2 separate regions of the Rattus norvegicus genome follow, and region 2 is linked to region 1. A link is a contact called in public Hi-C data. All regions are on one chromosome and are shown on one strand. The core of a region is the stretch at or near the end of the contact, and the rest is flanking DNA. Distances in the headings are between cores, read along the strand shown.

The links. A called contact is a pair of places that touch in the nucleus more often than the background predicts.
Region 2: a Hi-C map of the A7r5 cell line shows a contact between it and region 1, with 2.7 times the contacts expected there. The contact joins two enhancer-like sites. A contact is called at or near these places in 7 of 12 Hi-C or Micro-C datasets (the A7r5 cell line, Schwann cells, frontal cortex and 3 more).

What each region holds. Positions count from the first base shown.
Region 1 is chr4:81,475,382-81,480,430 of GRCr8, reverse strand. The region is part of intron 2 of LOC134486579 (a long non-coding RNA gene); the gene reads left to right. Among named protein-coding and RNA genes, the nearest start is that of Mir148a, 190 kb to the left of the region's middle. Within about 2 kb of position 2,695, at least 4 of the 93 cell types and tissues checked have an H3K27ac peak or open chromatin away from gene starts, as enhancers often do. A contact at or near this core is called in the A7r5 cell line, where this site is marked.
Region 2 is chr4:81,563,547-81,568,595 of GRCr8, reverse strand. No RefSeq gene overlaps it. Among named protein-coding and RNA genes, the nearest start is that of Mir148a, 98 kb to the left of the region's middle. Within about 2 kb of position 2,760, at least 27 of the 93 cell types and tissues checked have an H3K27ac peak or open chromatin away from gene starts, as enhancers often do. A contact at or near this core is called in the A7r5 cell line, where this site is marked.

The sequences.
Region 1 (5,049 bases), core at 1,446-3,945:
GGGCTTCCTATAGTAAGGGGTAGCCAAATACCGAGAGAGGGAACCTAATTCCCAGAGGAATACTTTCTTCTGCATCTCTCTCCCATGGACGATACACACCTTCCAAGCATTCATGGTTTTTAGCATTTTGTCTCTCTCACTTAAAGATTATATTTATTCAAATCATCCTAAATTTGTTATTCAAAGTCAGACATTCCAGCACTATTGCTTCTGACCCTGTCCTTTAGCAAATTGGTCGGCACTTTGGTAAATCTTGACCACAGCATTGCGTGTACATCTCGGGGGTCCTTGGATTTTCTCAACCTTGTGTCCTGCCATTCATCAGTTCCTCTGCTCACTCCTGCTCTGCTTCCCACGCTTAGGAGGGCCCAGCCATCCTGCAGCTGATGCCCTCCCACTAACCTGTCTGAATTTCCTCATTTTCTCACCTCGTCCCACGTCAGATGCTCGGCAAGCTTGGGCTGGGTGAGCAAGCCCAGGTGATGCCACATGGAAGCCCTGGTTGGCTGGGCTGGGGTAAGTGGCATTAACCAGAGATTAGTAGGACATGGCAAAGTGCTAAATAGATACATTCCTTCCCTCCCCTCCCTCCTTTAGTCTCTTTCATTTTGAGGTTCATTATGAAGCAGAAGCCAGCATCACATACATTTCTTTGCACTGTTCTTTAGACTCCCTGTTCATTTTCTTTCTTTCTTTCTTTTTCTTTTTTCTTTCTTTCTTTCTTTCTTTCTTTTTTTTTTGGTTGAGTTGCCTGGGAATTGTACCTCCCAAAGAAAACAGAACTTAATTCCTGCTTTGATTCTCTTCTCTAGGAGACCGAGGCTAATGTGGCATTATTTTCTTTTTATGTGACACTTTCTCTAAAAGTGCAGATAAGACTGTGTTTCTAGTCCATTCCCTGTTGGCAAGATGGATAAACTGAGACGCATGAAGGACGTCTCTTGTTCAAAGTTATTGGCTTCATTGCCGAGCCGCTTAACCACACAATCCAAGCTTTCTGTCTTCTCAGTAATAACTCTGGACCTCATGGAAAGTCTAGGTCTACACATACAAAGAGTAGAGAATAATTGGAGTAGTTATTCCAATTACTGAGGCTAGCAACCCAACTTAAAATAACCATATTAACGAGCGCTATGACTCCACATCACAGGGTATGTCTAGAAACGGCCAAAAACAAGGGATCGGTTTCTTGTCACTGTATTAAGTGCTGTTACTGGTGATAGTGGTGGTGTGCTTTTAAGCTGTTGATTCTAGTTGTTGAAATATTTTACATTTGGGTCAGTTCTTTACTTTTTGATTAAGGATGACAAGAATGGCATTCTAGGAAAGACAACTGATTTCTCGAAAGATGGATGGAAGAAAAAGTTCAGATTTGCCCATGGTATGGTATGAGTGTGAAGGAGACAAAAACATTACTTAGTATGTGGGCATTTTTGTGTTTGATGACATTGGTTCTAAAGTGACTCCTTGCCAGTGCTTTGTGTTTGCTTAAAATGAGTTTTTATTTTTATCTATTTTTACCATCTAATCTTTTAAAATTTGTTATTTTACTTTGTGTGTGTGTGTGTGTGTGTGTGTGTGTGTGTGTTTACACGTATGTGCAGCCCATGTGTGCTTGCTGTGCTCAGAGGTGAGAAGAGGGCACTGGCTTCCTTGGAGCCGGGATGATAAATGATTCTGAGCTGTCATATGGTGCTGGGAACTGAATCTGGATCCACTGAAAGAACAGCAAGTACTTGTAACAGCGGAGGCTTTTCCGGCCTCTACTTATTGCTCATGTCAATGATTTATATCCTGGCCTGCTACTTGGAAAAAACACCATGCAAGAGGACTCTAATGCAGAAAAAACTCCGGTGACAGACTAAGCTCCAGCCCCAATGCAAAGGGCACCCTTACTGCTTTGGTCTTTTGCTTGGGTGTGGATGTTGCTACTTCAGGTGGGGAGACTGAGCCTTGTGTTGTGTTTCCTGCTGTCCTTCAAGAGTTTTAAAATTGCTCCTGGGGGAGTGACGTTCAGACTTCAGCTGCATAAACTGCATTGTGACTTTAGACATCATGGAGCGCCTGTGTCTAGAGAAGTCAGTGCTGGTCTGGTGTGAACTCTGCTCCTTTGCTTGGGACACCAAAATGTAAATGTCAAAATAATACATTTTCTGAGACTGTTTGAACGTGTTTACCTGGTGACCTGTAAAGAAAGCCAAGTAGACAGATATTTAAAGTATTAAAAGTAGGGGAGTCTCTATTTTGTTAGGATGTGAACCCAAAAGAAGAAGAAAACGCCTAACATGTCCTGATGGTCATGAACAGGTTGGTGTTAGGTTCTTGATTGGTTCCTTATTTGGCGTCTGACTTTGTTTGTCCAGTGGCAAACGTCTGGGAAGGAGTGGTGGAACTGGAGACACAAGAGCTTTACCAGGAACTGAAGCAAAGATCACACTTTGTTTGAGCAGAGCCTTGAAATATACTGTTAGTGTTTTCTAGCTGGTGTGATAGAGGCCGTGACGTAGCCATGGTGTCCAAGACTCTTCTATGTTAAGCAGTTCTGTGCGGCAGACTCAGGAGTTCGTGATCTATGCTATTCCCATGGCTGCCCTTCTCTTGCGTCTCACCTTCATACACTCAGCTGTTGGATGCATAGTCAGGTTCCTATCAGTTGAGTAACCGTGCTGATCAAGAGTATGGAATAAATGAGAACAGCATGGTCCAAATTCTTCTTTCCTGACTCATTCTCTCCAGAGTCTCAGAAGAAGCATGGAGATTCCAAGAGAGCCCCCAGTTTGTGGGGAGGATGAAGAGGTTCCAAAAACGAATAAGAATTGGCAGCTTAGGGTTGTGAACCTGTCAACACCTTGAGACAGAGAAACAAATGGCTAAGATCTGGAGCGGAGAGGAACATTTTAAAACAAAGGACTTCTGCCAAAGATTCCTTAACATCCACTCCCCTTAAAATCACAACATTACAAGAAAGACACAACGGAATTTGAATACATCCATTTTCAATGAACAAACAAAGACTTACCCTTTCCCAGGAGGCAGAAACAAGTTACTGAGCCTGGTAAGAATTTACTTTTCCACAGAAAAGTAACCAGCATTTTAGTATAAGTTGATTTAGGCTCTAAGTGTGTAGAACACAATGTTTGACTTTATAAAAGAAGACCACAGAGTAGAATTAGTTTGACAGTCACCTCCTTCATACATAGAGGCAATATGGTGACCTGTGCTGAAAGCCGAGTAGACAAACATTGAAAGTATAGAGGAGGCTCTATTTTATTAGAAAATGTCTAACATGTCCTACTGGTCTCATGGACAGGTTTGAAAGTTATAGGGCACAGTGTTTTGTTCAAGCTTGTGATTCTTATGAAAGAAATGGGGACATCTAAAATGTTTGGATTAAGTTTCTAGTAACACAGTCCTCAGTATTCTCAACCACAGTTAATTTTGCCATTGCCCTGACCTTTATTAGCTAAATTAAAAAAATCACTTACATGACAATTACTCTAGCACAGTTATGATATTATAATCTATAGATTCTTTTAGAAAGTAAAGCCAAGAAGAATGTGCCTATGTATCCTTAATCTCCAGACCAATATCATTGTTAAAGATCAAAGATGTAACCAGGGAATATCCAGCTTCAATGCTATGTGGGTATGACAGCTGCCCCTGTACTTTGAACAGATCAATAACATTCATCTTTTTGGACACTTTTTAACATATTCTCTTAACAGAAACATACTTCTCACACATGGTTACGTTGATTAAGAATGGTGTAGTGGGGTTTCTCCATCATTTATTTTTAATTATTCTGATGCATGGCACTTTCTGCATACCATGTCTTAAAAGCTATCTATGTTTGTTGGGAGATGATTATGCACAGACAATACAATGCTGTGTAATTTTTAGCAACAGTGATAGTGTATATTCCTTTAAAAATAGGTATCTGTGCCATGCTATAGAGATCTACACTATACTAGAGAACACGCTGGTCTCATCTTCACAGATTTGTCTCAGCGGGGACAATGGTGATCAGCATCCACACACACACACACACACACACACACACACACACACACACACACACACACACCAATCCCCTGCCTTTCACCCTGGAGATAGACTGAAGGATGTAACAAGCCACCACAAAGTGATGTGCTACTAATTTATTTATACTTCTGGCTTGGGATTTTCCTGACTTGGTGTGGGGAGACGTTAAGTTTTATGTCGCTTGTTGAGCCTTGTTTTTTCGTCTGGGATGAAATCAGAAGATGGGCCAGCAGTATATCCGGAAGACTGAATTGTTCTTTTACATCTTTAAGAATCTGTGAGAAGCAAGAGGGGAATCCACTTAAATTGAGCACATTACCTAGAGACCCAACACAACTAATGAGCAGCAACCAGTTATTCTGTTGGAGTCAAACAGTAACACAGTTAATTTGAGGTTATCCGCAATCCACGACCACTCCAAGAGAACTGCCAAAAGAAAAGGAACTTCACTGGGGATACCACCTAGGCAATAGATGTCAGGAAATGGAGATCCTGCCTCTGGTGGCCTGAAGGACTTCTCAGGTAACCCTTGCCAGCCTAGTGGAAAGAAACCCAGAGAGGCACTGTACCTAACAGAACAGCTGTGGAAACAAAAGGCCAGAAAGATCTATGGGGAGTACAAAACAGACCAAACAGCCAGGAGTCATCTGAGAAGACAGGAGCAGAGATGGTTGTCTTTGCAGGATAGATATTTTGACATTTGTATCTTACATTATTAGGATTCAATTAAGATATATTTTGAAGAAATCTTCTACAGTATGAGCAGAAATAAGAGCATCACATAACACTGCATCTGATATCCTTATGGGGAATTCAAAGAGCAGGGATGGAGTTACAGGACACCAAGCAAAAACATAGGGCCCATGGATGGGAACAGTCACCATGGATGGGGCAGTCAACAGGATCCGGGACTGCCAAGACATCTGTCCATTGGGGCTATGCCCAGTGCTGGTCTCAAGGTATTGATCCCAACATCTTTGGATTCGGTCCTAGAGTCTCTTTTTGTAC
Region 2 (5,049 bases), core at 1,511-4,010, 88 kb before region 1:
AGTTTTGATGCACCCCATCACTCAATTTGTCTCAGCTCTCTTTTTCTTTCTTTCTTTTCTTCCTCTAAATATTTATTTATTCTTGTTATGTAGCCCGGGTTGTCCCTGAACTTTTGCTTCCAGAGTGCCAGGACTGTAGGCATGAGCTGTCACTCTCACCCCCCACCCTGTGGTGTCTCAGGCTTTTGGCATGTTTTGTTTCACTTAACATTTTGTTTAGTCTTGTTTTATTTTATTTTAACATTTTATTTAATCAATATGCCCGCTGTGAACACCAGTGCTTAGTAAGGATAAAAACACCTTTAGCTTTCCCCAGATAGTACATCGAGGCCCTGGCTTTCTCCTCAACCAAGGAAGGCTAATCCCGGGGAATTCAGGGACAGTATCCCTGGCATCTATCAATTTCAAGGTATTTGGTTCACGTGCGCGCCGGCGGGGGCACGGGCGCGAGGGGAGGCGCTCCGCTCAGAAAGGCCTGTGGAGAGATTTTGACTTGACATTTACTGTCACGTCGCTAAGACTAGGCCTTAAAGTGGGGCCCCTGGGGACCTGAGGCAGACCCTTTTCTGGCCCCAACGCTTCCTTGTTCTTCCTCGCGCGCCTGGCCAGTCCTGCACAGTGGCCCAGGTCCAGAATTCACCATCAGAGGATGCAAACCCGTCTGGGTTTAAACCCGGCTCTACTACCGGAAGTCATTTGACAAATCTCAGGCTGGCCTCTCTAATCTTTGCGGCTCCTCAGAGTTTTGCAAATCTTTAAACAAGCTGTAACCTTCTTCAAACAGCGCGCCAGACAGACAACCCCCAGGGTCAGGCAGACTCCATCAGCACTCCACTCACTTCCTCCAAGGTCAGGCCCACACCTCTCCCAGCACCTTTCTGTCTGCAGATTCCCATGCGCCCAGCCAGCAGCCCAAACCCAGGAACGTCTCCCACCCTGGAGGCCTGTGCCTGTGTACTGGAGACTCATGGAGCCCCTGGGGGCAGGCCGGGGAGGGGGGGAAGGGAACCCTCCGGGCAAGATCAGCGAGGTGGGGGTTGGGCGGGTGATTTATGATGCTTATCAACGTTTTAGGAAGCAGAAATTAACCTGAGGAGGATTAGGCCCCAAGCTTTGAAGCTCTTCGTTTTGTTTTCCTTCTGTCCACTCCCATGATCAAACAGTTCCCTGTTCCTTCTAACCTTCTCCTCCTCTAGTTATCTCTTCTCCCCGCTCCTCAGCCCTAGCAAGCTCCTTTGCACTGTTTCTCTTAATTTCAAATAGAAATCTCTTGACCCTAGCTACCGTGTTTCTGTCAGTGATCTAGAAACAGAAGGAAAGACCCTTCCCCCATCCCTGTCCTCTGGGAATAGTGTTTAAGGTTTGAACATTTTCTGTTTGGGAGATCAGAGGTAGCAAATCTGTAACTTTTCTTTTTCTTTGGCACTTTCTTTCCATCCAAAGCCCTTTGTCTAGTTCGCCCACCGAGACTGGCCTTCCCAGGAAGCAGGTTAGGTGGAGGTAGTTTGCTGTCGTTTCTGGTGAGTGCTAACTTCGCTTAGCTCATCACATCCCCAGGTCCTGCGGATTCCCGGATGGTCCTCCTAGTTCGCTAGTCTTCCGGGGACCCCGGACCTTGCGGTACTCTTTCCCTGCCGTCCTTTATCCTCCCCCTACGCCCCCCCCCCATCCCCGGCATCCAGGCTTCGGGCGGAACAGTCTCCCGCAGTTCCCGAAAGGCGCCTGTTGAAAAGGCAATTTCCTTGGGGGGTGTGGTCCGGCTGAGAGTAAAACAGAAACCAAGTTTGTTTGGGGTCCTGAAACCCAAACGTTTTATTGCATCCGCCTCAGAGTCAACTAACTCTTAATGAGCATCCAGGCGGGAAAAGCACGAGGAGGTTTGCTCGGTGCTCCGGAGGGGACCTGAGTGAGGGGAGTCTATTTACTTCTCTTGCAACCAGAGGTTACAACATCTTCCCCAAAAGTCTCCTTCCAGTGCCGGGGGTATAGACAGGAAAGTCAGAAGGCATCAGGTTTCAGCTCTCTGAGTAATCCAAGATCATTCAGCCAAGAAGACCTTCGAAGTTGGCCCTGTCTACAGCTTGTAATGAAAAGGGGTAATCTGTCGTGTAATGAAAAACAGTACCCACAAAAACAAACCAGCATCCGACCGCCTTCCACCTCGCACCACTCTACCCTAATACCCGCCAGTGACAAATATTACTATCCAGTTCCACCCCCAAAAGAGGAAGCAGTAGATCTTCCTCTTAATAACTTCCCAAAGTGTTACAAATAATAAAAGGGGCGCATAAATCATCGCGGGAGCGACTCAAAGCGGACCTCGAAGGATTTACTTCGCTTGAGCCTTAGCTTCCAATCGCCCTCTCATTGGCTTCTTTCTTGAAGTCCGCCCCCAGATCCGTGCTCTTATTGGTCAATATGGCAGGGTGACGCATAGAAAGGGCGTGGGGTTGGTGGGGGCTGGATATTTTTCAGTGCGCAAGCGTCCTAGGTTGTGCGGGTGTGATTGACAACCAGGGGAAAACAAGTGCGCGTGCGTGGATGAGTGAGGGAGTCAGAGACAGCGAGAGATAGAGACACAGAGACACAGAAAAAAGAAAGAGGGAGAGGGAGGAGGGCAGAGAAGATGAGAGAGAAAGAAAGGGAGAGGGGAAAGAAAGAGAGAAAGAGGTGTAAGGAGAAAGGAGAGAGCGAAGGTGAAAGAGACCGTGTGTGGTGAGGTGGTGGGTGCTGGCACTCTGGCTGCTCCAGCAGGCTAGGTGGGGGCAGTTCAGACTGCAGGCATTTCCCGCTGAGTCAGGTTGTTGTCACTCTTCCGCCACAGATCCTCTCGGAGGGCTTGAAAGGGATTCACTGAGGAGGGTAACTCTGGGGAGGGGGTAAATAGGCTTGCTTTCCTGTAGGAATCCACTTAAAATTTCTAGAAGTTTACTTTTAGACCCTGTTATTTGTGCATTCCCGGAAAAGAACACAATACAAGCCACCAGTAACCTCAGGTAATGTCCTAGGCACTCCACTTCTACCCAGCACCACCCCAGCCCTGTGTGACTTTCTCACAACACAGCTGCCACAGCTCTCTAAGCGACTTGTAATCGAAGAGGCCAGAGAAAAAGACACACCGTAAGATTGCTTGGATGGAAGGAGAAAGAAAGAAAAGAAAGAAAGAAAGAAAGAAAGAAAGAAAGAAAGAAAGAAAGAAAGAAAGAAAGAGAGAGAGAAAGACAGAAAGAAAAGAAAAAAAGTAAAGAAAATTAGATAAATGCAGCCACCAAAAATAGCGACAGAAAACAAACCAAACCAACCAACCAAACAAACAAACAAAAAAAGACAACAAAAAATAAAACAAAAATCAAAGTCGCGGAAGGACAAGTCCGTTGCCTACTGAATGGAAAATAAACCCGGTTTGTGTAGATGCTTGCTAACGCCTGCTACAAAATTCTTGAGAGGCGAGGACCGCGCCTGCAGCTGCAGTGCTGGGCCGCTGCCCGCTTCCATCCAAATTCCAACGTTTGGGAGCGAGAGGCCCCAGATTTGCTCCCTACTTAGGCCATGGATTCCTTCTTGCACATATTTTAGGGCAATAATAAACATCCTATGAATCTGCACATATTTTAAACTACAATACCCCTGGAAGACCTGAGAATGAAGGGCTTGAGTTTTACGAATTTCTAAATTAAAAAAAAAATGGCCATGACTTCTTCACAGGCCCTGCAAATGTCTTTTTTCATTAAAAATTTGTGTGTGTTGTGTATGTGTGTGTATAAATATTCTAACAAAAGCATTTCTGTCTGTGAATGCACAGTAAATAAATACAGAGGCCAGACTGAGCTAAGCATGTTATTATTGATAAAGTAAAATGTTAGTTTAGATTCTCTTTTCTGTGTTTTTTTCTTACGAAGCGATGCTTTTAGCCTGCCTCTGTATTGAAAGCAGTATTTTCTAAATACATTTATTTATAAATGCCATATTCACTTTTAATTTGACAATGATCATTTGTAACACAAAATTGTTAGCTTAATTTTAGGCGTTTTTTAATTTTTATTCACTTATTGATATTTTAAGCAGCAAACCTAAAATTAGTAACCAAGGCTTTGATGGTTGTTTATTTTTGTTTCGTTAAACGTCCTTATTTTATTAGGTAGATGTGTAGCTGAATTAATTTTTAAAACAATGAGTAAAAACGATATTTTTCTTTCGCTTTGCTAGAGCAAAAGTATATTTTCATTCTTCTCCGTCCGATTCTTTCTCTTCCAGCAGCCACAGCAAACTGACAGGCTCCAGCCTTCTGGAGGGCTAGTATGCAAATTTTGGATGATTGACACCTCTAGTGGAAACCAATCACGCTACAGTAGGCTGCTGATTGGCTGACTGTGATTTGACGTATAATTGACGTTTTAAAAATCTATTATCCAATCACAACAATTCATGCAAATAAGTGAAGGAGTCATATTACCAGAGAGCAGCGAATCTTGAGTACGCCCTCACGTGTTCAATAGCGGGTACTGCAGAAATTACTGCCAAACTACGAAATGTTCAATTCTAGTTCTCGCTTTAGCCTTTCTTAAACTTCTTTGTCACGGAATATAAACGACCATTAAACAATTCCCGAAGAGTTATGATGGTTCGTTAAAAAAAATCTATGTGGCCACAGAATTTCAGAATCTCGTCCCCCGCCCCCCCCGCCCCATATTTTTTGTTTTTGTTTGTTTTTGCTAACATCTTTATCTTTAAATTTAATCTTCTGTAAAGAAGATCGTCCTTCTTTGTCTCAAAAGGACGAAGTTTATTTATAGAGCCTTTTGGCGAAGAAATCCCTGTAGGTTCAGTCCGTGGAATTTGGTGGCTGTCGTGAAGTTCCTTATGTTACCGACAGATGGCATAAGGCTCTTTTCTCTGCACCTCAGCACTTCCCCCAAATCCTGCAAGTAATTTAGAAAAATTAATAACCAAACAATCTTATATTTTATAACCGAGTGAAGTGGGACACACTTGTACTATTAGAAAGCTACATATTACGAAAATCGGCTTGTTGGGTGTTGCTTTAATGCG